2 separate regions of the Capsicum annuum genome follow, and region 2 is linked to region 1. A link is a contact called in public Hi-C data. All regions are on one chromosome and are shown on one strand. The core of a region is the stretch at or near the end of the contact, and the rest is flanking DNA. Distances in the headings are between cores, read along the strand shown. Region 1 holds the start of LOC107848556 (protein SIEVE ELEMENT OCCLUSION C). Region 2 holds the start of LOC107847663 (proteasome subunit beta type-7-A).

Region 1 (5,799 bases), core at 476-2,975:
GAAAAAAGATCAGAGGCTGTCATGCTACATTACAGTATATTCTCAAATCTATGTCTAGTACTCCCAGACTAGTTGCTCGGGCTCTCCAAAAATGCACTACTTTGGAGGATCCGACATGCCAGAAGTGACATTTTTGAAGAGTCTGTGCAACATATTAAGCCCCCGTTCTTTTCTCTTTCTTCTTTTAATATTATGGTCTTGTACAAGCAATTGATAAATCAATAAGTATTTAATGTAAAACCTCAATGAATACATAAACACAAGGGGGAAAAACTCATAATGACAGCTACTTCTGCAATGTTTTAGCAACACAGAACAATCGTATACGATACTGTATGAAACCAAGAAAATATACATGAATACAGAACATAGACAAAAGAATATTGAATAACTTGGAAATTACGAAAGAACAGACATAACCTTAGGTGAGATGAAATGCATGGTGCTCTCGGCAACAAGAAGCAAATGGCCGGCATCTATCTTATAACGAAAATCAGGATCATGGGTTCGGAGGATGTTCTTAATTAAGAGATCTTCTTGTATAGATGATAGGAGACATGGATCAAATAATTCAATCCTAAGCAAGTTCATGGCCAGGGTGCTGAAAGATTGAGATGTCACATAAAACAGTTGACTTGCAGCCTTGTTATGCAACTTGAAACTGCCTCAGATTTGAGTTCTTTCTCATATTTTCTATACTTGTGTCTACCAAGAAGTTTGAGGAAAATGTGCATATATGTTCATGTGTTGGGAAAGAAAAGTGCTCCTACTTCTACAGTGATGTAAAAATAAGTGGAGGACCACCAAAAGAAGAGATGCTTATTCAAAGTCCTATCAGGGGATTTCTTTTGGAACAGTAGATTAAAGAATCATTCTGTACTTTCTGTTATGTGATCCTGAAGAGACCCAAACTACCACTTGAAGAAATCTTCTTCAAGAAAAAACAACACTAAAAAGCACCTTATTAGGCCATACATGAATATGACATAAATAAAGAAAGGTGGGACATACCATCAAGCACTGACCTAGAAGGCTACAGCCGTACCCAGTAGCTTAGTCCCATCTAGAATTTGTATTAAGAAATCCACTATGTACAAAAATTAAATTCAGAACTTAGCTACTGGCACGCACTGATGTCAAAATTTTTGAACTCATAAAGTTCAAGGCTATAAATACCAGTATGTTACTAATAATGCTATAGTAGTCAAATTATGATTAATCTCTTAATAGGAATGAACAAAAAGAATTCATACAGTCGACCTTAATTAGTTCAAGATTGAGGACACTGATTGAAACTATAACCTTTGTTTATATATGTAAGACTTGCCTCTTTGAGACTACTGCAAATCTTGAACTCTAACTTTATATTCAAGTTGGTCGTTTTTGCTCATTGTCTTGAATTAAAAAAAGAAAAGAAAAGAAAAGCCGTGCCCACCGCAAGCAAAAACATAAAAAAACCTAGGACATGCTTTAATATAAATGCAAATATCAAAGAGTAAACCGGAGAATATTGCCTAAAGAGGAAAGAAAAAGTAAGGCCTAGTCCACTAAAATCACGCTGTATCCAGGGGTTACGAGAAGGAGAGAATCACAAGATCAACTTTACCGTGCATTTTTTACATACTATTTACACGACTTGAATTCGTGACTTTCTGATCACGTTAACTTCACCAAGACTATTCACTTCAAAATATTGAATAAAGAGATTTGCAAATTAAAAAAAAAAATCGAACAGAAAAGCATATATAGATAATATTTGACCAGATGCTTCTCAAGTTCAAACTGAATCGACTCCGAGGAAGCTAGTAACGTTTTCACTAGGTTGACAAATGGGTGGATCCGATCAGATTTGAATGGATTGAGGTTAAATGAATTAAATTGTAATTTTCTATATAATATATGGATAAATATAGATTTTATCAAATATAAATTAGGTAAAAATAATTCCTACCTGTTTTAACTTCTAAAGTCAAAAACTTAGAACTTCTATATACATATCAACTTGATTTTTTTTTATCCTACCCTCCAAAAGAAAAACATAATTTTTTTTTTAAAAAATTACCCATTGCACCCTCACATCCCCTACCTCAACCCCCACCCCAAAAAATAAATTATTTTTTTAAAAAAGAAAAAAAATTCTTGCAAAAATTAATTTCTTACCCCACCTCCACTTTTTTATCCCCCTATAACGATCTGCAAATTATTTTTAAAATTTATCTTATTTTAACCGATCTCGTAATTTTTAGACATAATGTACGACTTACAGGGATGGGTGGTGGCTATTCCTGAAGCATTTCAAGGCAACTTAAGTCATTAATTGAGATTTTGATTTTTAATAAAGTTAAGTCCGATCATGATCAATCTTTGATCGTGACGACCTCAAATTAGTTTCGTAATATTTTCAATAGGTTGAGAATATTTTTTTTATCAATATAAATATTTAGTTTATTTTGTTGAGGGTCCAAACAAATTTCAAGGATATAATCGAATATTAGATATTTTAGACATTATTTTATGGTTAATGAATCAAATAGATATTTTTTTAAGTTTTAAGACCTATGTGTAAGAATAAATTTAAGTGGGAATGATTATCATATTTATTAATACCGTCAGAAAGTTAATTGGTGGAGATAGGCACGAAAGAGCAATTTCATTCTTTTTCTTTTCATCCCAACTTATGACAAAGATCTCGACAACTTTGGTTAGTGGTAAGCCACTTTGAATAGATATATTTTTAATATTGTGTTTGTAATATTGTGGGGTGAGTTTAAAGTTAGGTAGAAAGCCATTGTTTTGAACGAATTATTAGTTATGTTGCTGTAGGATTAGTGTAAAGTGTTAATTATAAATCATATGATAATAATTATGGCATAAGTTATTAATAATTAGCAGTTGTTTGTCCTTATTAAGAATTAAGAGAATCAGCAAATTAGTTGGCAGTACTTTTGTCCTCATTGAGGATTAAGAAAACAGTAGTACGGAAGCTACTGTTTCATTCGTATTGTTTTTAAATTTGAGAATTTCAGTATTATTTTTTTATCGTCTTTATGATTATAATTGTGAATACAATTTAGGTTTTAGGTCTAGAATTTTTAAAGTATGAATTTATAAATTGGAGTTGGAAGTACTTTTGTCCTTGTTGAGGATTAAGAAAACAGTAGTACAAAAGCTACTGTTTCGTTCGTATTATTTTTAAATTTGAGAATTTCAGTATTATTTTCTTATCGTCTTTACGATTATGAATACAATTTAGGTTTTAGGTGTAGAATTTTTAGAGTATGAATTTATAAAATGGGTGTTATTAGATTCTTATTCATATGAGAAATATATATATATATATATATTTGAATAGATTTTGATCATTCGGAAGCTTTAAGAAAGGAAAAGTTTGTAAATTGGCGGTTGGCTTCGATTTGAGGCAAGTTGAGACTTTTTTAGACTATTTTTCAAAGTGCTTATTTGTTAGTTATGTGTAATGAGAGTAATGGGGAATAGGGGTTCCGTACAGGTGAAATAAAAAGCATTTATGCGGATATCAGTATTATTTGAGAGGTTAAAATAAGTTAATTGTACGTTTTGAACTGTTTTCCCTATTTGCTAGTCCAAATAAGCTGATTTGCTATGGTAAATGAATTGTTGAAAAAGCTAGCTAATGAGAATGCTTCCACTTGATAAGTTGAGTTAATTTTTGGAATTGATATTTATTTGGTATAAGATATGAAATATTTTGCTTAACATTATTGTTGATTTGGGATCGGAGTTGCACGCCTACACGTTATGCATTGTATTACATATAGGGTCGGAGTTCACACCTTCACATTATTATCTATTATTGGGATCGGAGTGCACACCTGCATAATATATTTATTGGGATCGGAGTGCATGCCAGCATAGTACATGGACCTTGTGAGTCTCCCATAGGTCCTAACTTTGAAGCCATTGCTCGGTGGGAGTGTACACAACACATGTATTGTATTGCATTCATTTATTCTTGGTTTAGATTAAGTAAGGTATAATTATTGACTTTGTATTATTTATCAAGTACTTGAGTATTTGTTACTTGATTTTACTGTATTCAGAAATTCTTGGACTGTGTTATGATGTCCTTATGATTGTTAGACTTGACTATTCAGTTAGAATAGGGTGATTTTCCTGAGCGCAATTTGTATGATTTTTTTAGATGGTTGACACGGTATTACTCGTCACCAATTTGAATTAGGATCGATTGACGATGCTTGCTGAGTACACGTGATTCCGTACTCACTCTTGCTTTTTCTGTACCTTATGCGTAGGTTCTGATATGATGACCTCTCGGCATTAATTCTTGTGGTTCCTTCAGTGTTAGCATCTTTGGAGATTCGAGGTAGCTGTTATTGTTTTCAGAGACTATTGAAATCTCCCCAAGCCTTATCTTGATGCATTTTCTGCATTTTGAGATACTCAAACTTTTTTTAGTTTCACTATTTAGTGGCTTGTATTAGTGACTACCAAACCTAGAATTGTCTAAGTTTAACTATACTAGTCTATTAATCTACTTTTGAGATTATTCAGTGTTTATTATGTTCTTATTTCCTTCCGCTTCTATACATTGGGGATGTTATATTCAGAATTGAGTTCTTGGCTTACCTATCACAGAAGGTTGGATAGGTTCCATTATGATCTTGAATATGGGCTATGACAGATGGTATCAGAGCCCCAGGTTCATCGGTCTCACAAATATAAGTTGAGTATAGTAGAGTCTCATGAATTGGTATGGAGACATTTGTTACCTATCTTTGGGAGGATATAGGACTTTAGGAAATATTTATTATCTTCTCTCTCTTATCGTGTAATATTGATCCTTTAACTTGAAATACTGAAATTCTTATCTTATTCTCTCATAGATGGTGAGGACTAATACATATCAGGATTGTTGTCTGGAACCCCCCTCCCCCGTCAGACCCTAAGTCGTCCACCCGAGATGGGATATGCGGATGGGGGGGGGGGGAGAAATGGTAGGGGCAGAGGTTGTGGTAGAGATAGAGCTCGAGGAGCTACTTCTCTTGAGGTTGAGTCAAAGGCAAGTGATGATGATGTTCAGGTTCCAGCTAATAATGTGGGCCCATATTAGACACCATCGGGATTTATTGCTACACCGATTCTTCAGGATACCTTGATTAAAGTGTTCGGTGTTTTGAAGACTATAGCTTAGGCAAATGGATCATTTGGTACTCCATAGGGTTTACATATTAGGGTGGGAGCGCAGACCCATATTTCAACCCAATCTAATTTATCAAGTTTCAATGGTTCAGCCAACATCGAGTTATGATGGTATGCCCTTACCATTGGTAGGATCTACCGGTGGGGTTAGAGCAGCTATGTATGATGAGAAGCAACGATGGTTTGAGAAGTTTAGAAAGATGGATCCACTGTAGTTTTAGGGTGATCAACGTGAGGATGCCTATGTGTTTTTGATCAGTTCTCATGAGAGACTTCAGAATGTGCGATTGGTTGACTCCCATGGGGTTGATTATACTGCCTTATAGATGTGTGGATCTGCCAAACAGTGGTGGCACTCTTATATTGATTACAGGCCAATGGGTTCTCCATCGATGACTTAGGCTATGCTTGCATAGGATTTTCTTGACAGATTAGGCACCAGAATGAGAATTTAACATAGGAGGGTATTTCTATACGAGATTCAATTTTATGTATTATCCCATTATGCTATAGTGATCTTGTCAGATGAGGTAGAGATAATCAGGAGGTTTATGAGAGATTTGATACTTAGGATTAGAGAGGTCATATTTGTTATAGCCC
Region 2 (6,160 bases), core at 780-3,279, 270 kb after region 1:
ATTTTATGGTACATAATTTGTATAGAAATTGGGGTATCAATGATTTTATAGTGCATAAGTTGTATAGAATTTGGGGTATGAATAATTTTATGGTATTTGAATTGTATAGAAATTGGTGTATTAATGATTTTATGGTTTCTGAAATGTATAAAAATTGGTGTATGAAATAATTAGAAATTGGTGTATAGATAATTTTGTGGTGTTTGAACAACATAGATATTGGTGTATTAATAAGGAAAAATACTCAATAAAATATCTGAACTTTGTCTGAATATCCAGTTGAACATACTGAACTTTGCGGGAGTTTTATTACCCACCTAGACTTTTTTAAGTGAAATTAATTCTCCCCCGGACTTTTTAAAGTGGAATTAATTCCTCCCCCTCCCTCGAAACGCTATACCTAGTTTTGACGGGCGAAAGTGTAAGACACGCGCGATTTCTTCTCTATTTTATTAGTTTTCAATATTTTTTCACTATTACAACCATAGTAAAGGTTTCACAACTCAAATTCCTCCTACAAATCAAATTCCAAATGATTCGAGTAAGTCAATTCCAAATTTCAAGTCCATTCTTATCACTTTTCATCATTTTTTCGCCAAAATCTTGTTCTATCAAAGGTTCTTCGATTAATCTTGAAATGCCCTATTCTGTCTTGCCAACGAATTCATTGCGACTCCAAATTTATTTAGTTCATACTATTTTTTTAAGAAAATCTTTTCCCCAATTTCAAATTCAAATTGAAAACTTTCTTCAATAATTTTATTCAAATCAGAAACTTTCTTAAAAGAACTGCAGATTTTGCTAATTGGTATGATAACCAGTAAAGAAAAGGTACATAGTCATCTTTTCCAGAGCAACCGTAACAGCGAGACCAACAGATATGACAAAAAATTTCTTGTCACAAGCTTGGCTCTGACCAGATACAGGTTTGAATTTTTTCTTTTCCCCCCTTAGTTGGTGGCTGAGGTGGTGGTGGTTGCCGGCGGCAATGGCGATTGGTTGGTGGTGGCAATGGTGGGTTAAATTTGTCATTTTGATGAAACTGAAGATGACCCATTTGGTGTGTATGTGTGTTGAAATTGAATCAAATTGATGTAATTGAATTGGGTGTGCTAAAGATGACCCATTTGGGTGTGTATGTGTGTGATAAAATTGTGTTCAATTTCAATTCAACAATGGAGCAACCATGATGTTTTGTTGAAAACTCCATTGTTGGAGAGAAGAAAGAAAGAAGAGAGAAGAGAAAGCAAATGAAAAAATAAATAAAAAACATAAAATTATTAAAAATCAGAAAATTGAGGGGTTATGTGACCAAAAAAAAGTTTTATAACGTTTTTAAATCATTCTCACTCGCTCAAAGGACGTGATTACACGCACTTGTCAAAGTGGGTAGATATATGCCATTAAAATATAAAAAAAAAAGTGTAAGGGATAATAGGACCCCCACAAAGTTCAATATGTTCAACTAAAAATCCGGTCAAAGTTCAAGTATTTTCCTGAGTATTTTCTCTATCAATAATTATGGTGTATGAAATAGTTAGAAATTAGTGTATCAATAATAGCAATTTTAAAATGTTTGAACTATCTATAAATTGAAATTGGTTTATCAATAATAATTATAATTTTATGGTGTCTGAAATATATAGAAATTGGTTATCAATAATTTTATGGTGTCTAAAATGTATAAAAATACATGTATCAATAATTTTATGATGTCTGAAATATATAGAAATTCGTGTAACTAATTGAAATCAGAATAACGTGTTTTATTTATAACCTTGACAGAAGTATCAAATTATGCAAAAGACATTTTAGTATATCTCAATTGAGAACGTAAACAACATTTTGTGAAAGTAGGATTTGTTCGAAGTCGCAATTGCCGATGGGAAATTTTGGTGATTCACAACATCGGGGAACCCTTGAGTCTCCAACACAAGACTGAATAAGGTTTGTTAATTTTCTATTGGTATATTTTGAAAAGTTGAAACTATTGATATATTTTATAGTAGTGACTCTTAGATGGTATATTTATGTGATTTGCCCTTTTATATATCTGAAAAGCGAATAGTTGTTGGGCCTAAGCAGAAGCAGCCCAAGCGAAGCTATTAATAGCAAAATGACACTGTAATTTCACCATCCATCTCTTAAGTATTTCTTATTCTTCAAGTTTTGGCTATTCTCTCTCTCCCGATTCCCAACTTTGATTTTCAGCATCACTCATCTGCAAACAGGTAAAGTGTCTGCTTACAAGTTCAATTTAATGCTTCTTAACAATTCACTGTTCTGCTCTAATCTTTTAATTTTTGGTATCTGTGGGTAGGTCTAATTTGAAGGTAAAATGGAAGTTCCACAAAAAGGTGGGTTTAGTTTTGATTTGTGTAGAAGGAATGAGATGTTGGTGAGTAAAGGACTTCGTTCTCCTTCTTTTCTCAAGACTGGTACTACCATTGTCGGCTTAATTTTTCAGGTATTGCAAATTCATCTGAGTGTCTATCGACCGTCGTTTCTCAGTAGATCCGTTGATATGTTAATGGGATCTTTAATATGAGAAGTGAGGTTAGTAGGTAATCGTATTGCCAAACTTGTCCTTTGTATTAGAAATCCCTTTCCTCAGAGAAAGAAGATGAATATTAGAATATCCACTGAGGGTAGATAATATTGCCTCGTGCTTGAAGGTTCTGTCTTGAGGAGGAGATAGGAGAAACTTCTTTTTTTGCTTAGTATACATGGATCTTCTTTTTTGCTTAGTATACATGGATTATATGCATTTATAACTTGTGTTTTCTTTCTTTTCTTCTTTTACTCCTTCCCCCTCTTTCTTCCGCTTAGAAACATGGAGTTCTATCTGCATTAATTAAGTTGTAAATGCAATGTAACTCTTCTAATAGTATCCCCTACTAGCGTGATTGGCAGGGAGGTGATTTTAGCCTCTCACCAAGCGAAGTATGGGATATATACCATTAAGGGATCATTCATTATCTATAGTCCTCCCAAACTACAACACTGGACGTAAGCTAATTCATGTCAACATAATAAACATAGTTGAGTTTCGCCTGGCACGCTAATCAACATAAGAATCCAAATTGTTCAAACCATACTGATGTAAGGACTAGGATGATCATTACTGTACTCTATGTAATTCCAGGCCAGCTATATTCCTACTTGGTGTTGTTTATAAAGTTATTGCTCTTTTATCTACATTTATTTATCTTTAGATTGATTCTGAGATACGATGTCCCACAAAAGATTTGCTTTTGAGATCTACTTTCTTTTACGCATTGGAAATAACTATTAAACATCTTTACATGCTCCGTTCCTATAAGAAGATTTGCCCAGATCCCTTATTAATAGCTCGAGTAAAGGTCAACATGAGTGGCCACACTAAGATTGTATGGGAGGGATGTGTTTCGAAAATTAGTTCCACAAGACAGGAGTGGAGGGGTGGCTCTATGTGTTCTCACAACAGCACTACACTAGAATGTTAAGATTGAATGTTCCTAATGATGAAGGATGGCTATTGATGATTGTCTACTTTTAAAAGACTTGTTGGAGTCATTTAAATAGTGATTTAATCTGTTATATGATTGATTTTTACTTCAGTGGTATATAGAGTTCATGTCCCTCCATGTTGACACATATCAACTTGTGTGATGCTAGTTCATGCTACCTCTTTTTTTGGTGATAAGTATTTCATGCTACCTCTTCTTCTTCTGCTTTATTACCAACTCTATAGCAAGTGTTATATAGCTCCTATGGTAGACACAATGATACAAGTCGAATTACTCCAAAAATTCTAACTCAAGGTAGTTGGCGAAGCTTTATAGATGAGGATGTGTTTTGCGATCCACCATGATGAGGATGAGTGGTGGAGGAGTCTCTTTCGTTGGGTATTTGACACGTTGGGTCACTTTTGGGCTTATTTGGCATTTAGGGTCACTTTTGGCCCCATTTTGTAATAAATAGCCCATGACAATAAATAGTTAGGTTTCCTCTTTCCTTAGACATAGATGATTTTTGATGAACTTACACTTGAGAATGTTTATTGAGTTTGTTGGGGAGCTTGTTGACTTTCTTAGGAATGTTGGTTGTGAGGGGTTTAATTTTCCTCTCAGTCTTCGTAAAAGTTAGGTGCTTGTTGGTAGTCTAAAAGGAAGGTCTTCGGATTTAATATATTCGTTGATTGTCCTTTTGCTATCATCTTGTGTCTATTTATCTATCTATTTATCATTTTCTTTATGATCTTTCAATTTTCGTACTTGTTTTTGTTTTTGTATTTTTGATCTATATCATTTAGTATTAGAGCCGATCTTAGAATCGTTTCCACGATTCTAGTCTTGGGTTGTGGTATTGAAAAGAAAATTAAAAAAAATAAAAAAACATGTTTTGAAAAAAATCCCAAATTTTGAGTTTTTGATTTTTGTTTTCTTGAGTTTCTAATACCAGAATTGTATTCTCTAGTGTTATTTGAGTCTAAATCTGAAATTTGAGCTTAATCGAAGTTGATTTGAGTGCTTTATCATTGTTGAGTTTTGTGTTTTGAAGGAAGTGGAGTGGGTTTTGAGATCTAGGAATTTTGGCTTGGATTTGAAGGTTTAAAGTTGCTGGAAAGTGTTCCCCATACCAAAAGGATCTCAGATCTCGAATTTGAAGTGATTCTAAATTAAAACGAGAGAATTTGAAATTTGAAAGTTCACCATCTTCATGGTGTTCTTCAAATTTTAAAGTGGGTTTAATTTCCGAGAGCATTTGGTTGGAATTAAGGCCTAAAAACACTTGGGTTAGATTTGGGAGGTCGAAAGGAGCTCGTGGTTAAAATTTCATTGCATTTGGAGCTCGTTTGATCGAGGATCAATTTTTGAATGTTCATGTGTTCTTCATGATCTTATCTTGTTGAAGAACATTCAAAAAAAGGTGTGGCTTGATCCAAAATGGAAAGGTAAAAGAGAAGGTGTACTTGTTTATGCTGAAGGATTATTCCAAAGGAGGAAAAATCCAAGTGAAAAAGTACCAAAAAGGGCCTTTGCGCCCTTATCTGCCCACGCAGTTCATTTTCCAGCACCTTGTTTTTGATCTGTGAACCCCATGTGCGGGTCATGACCTGCGCCCACATCTCATCCCAATGCATCTCAACTACTCCTAATCCCATTTCGTTCCGGTTCCATCTTAGTTTCAATTCTTGATTCCTAAATTCATTTCTTGATTCTTAACTAATTAACAACTCGTATTTGATCTACTTAGTTGATTAATTAGTTTTTAATTTCGTTTTTTTTTCTTGTCCTTTTCGTTGTGTTCTTTTTTCATTTATTTCTTAGTTAGCTTCTTTGATTCAAGTCCTACCGTTTAAATTGAGGCGTCCGTTCTTTTCTTAATAAGACTCCATTCTAATCGAGAGTAGCAAATTGACACTTCATATACCAACAAGAACAAGCAAAATTCAATAAAGTCGAGCTAATTGTGAGACGATCTAAGTGTGAAAACACTAGTGATTGTGAGATTTGATTTCACTAAAGTTAACCTTGTTTGATAGTTGTGTTGAGTGTCTTGTTGATAGGTACCATGGCACCAGGAGATAAGATCCAACCTACCATGGTCGGGGCAAACTTAGACACTTTGATCGAGGCCATGATGGGGTTTCGACAATATATAAATGTGATGAGGGGAGAGATGTCAAACATGAATAAGAAGATATCGAATGTGGAGGGAGAGTGAAGAATAGAGACGGAAGGTTGGTGAGTGTGGCGGGGAATCTTAATTCTTCAGATGCTACTCTGCAAAACAATCTTCAAGCATCCTCAAGTAGGAAAGCCCAACAGACTTCGGCTACCATTTCTCCTAGAACTTCCACTACATGTTTTACCCTCTCCAACAAGGTAATACTCCCTTACCTAATACTACTACTACTACTACTACTACCGATCAAACTCCACGAAATGTAGCCTGACCCCTACAATTCAACCTACCCCAACCAATGCCCCAAAACTCACCACTACCCCAAGCTCCACAAATTCTCACGCTACCCTATCAAACACCACAAAACCAAGTTTCAAACTATCAAATGCCACAAGGATTTTAACTCACAAGGTCTCAACCCACCCTACTACCTACCCTATCAAGTGCCACAAGTTCAAGTACGACACTACCAAAACCACAAAATCCAAAT

Evidence for each region. A called contact is a pair of places that touch in the nucleus more often than the background predicts.
Region 2: a Hi-C map of leaf shows a contact between it and region 1, with 2.2 times the contacts expected there. The contact joins the promoter of LOC107847663 here to the promoter of LOC107848556 in region 1. A contact is called at or near these places in 2 of 5 Hi-C or Micro-C datasets (leaf and placenta).

Annotation. Positions count from the first base shown.
Region 1 is chr11:85,409,461-85,415,259 of UCD10Xv1.1, forward strand. LOC107848556 (protein SIEVE ELEMENT OCCLUSION C) reads right to left here and starts at 1,726. Exons shown (of 7, transcript XM_016693350.2): 1 at 421-1,726. The coding sequence starts at 591.
Region 2 is chr11:85,683,155-85,689,314 of UCD10Xv1.1, forward strand. LOC107847663 (proteasome subunit beta type-7-A) reads left to right here and starts at 2,030. Exons shown (of 9, transcript XM_016692054.2): 1 at 2,030-2,231; 2 at 2,321-2,467. The coding sequence starts at 2,339.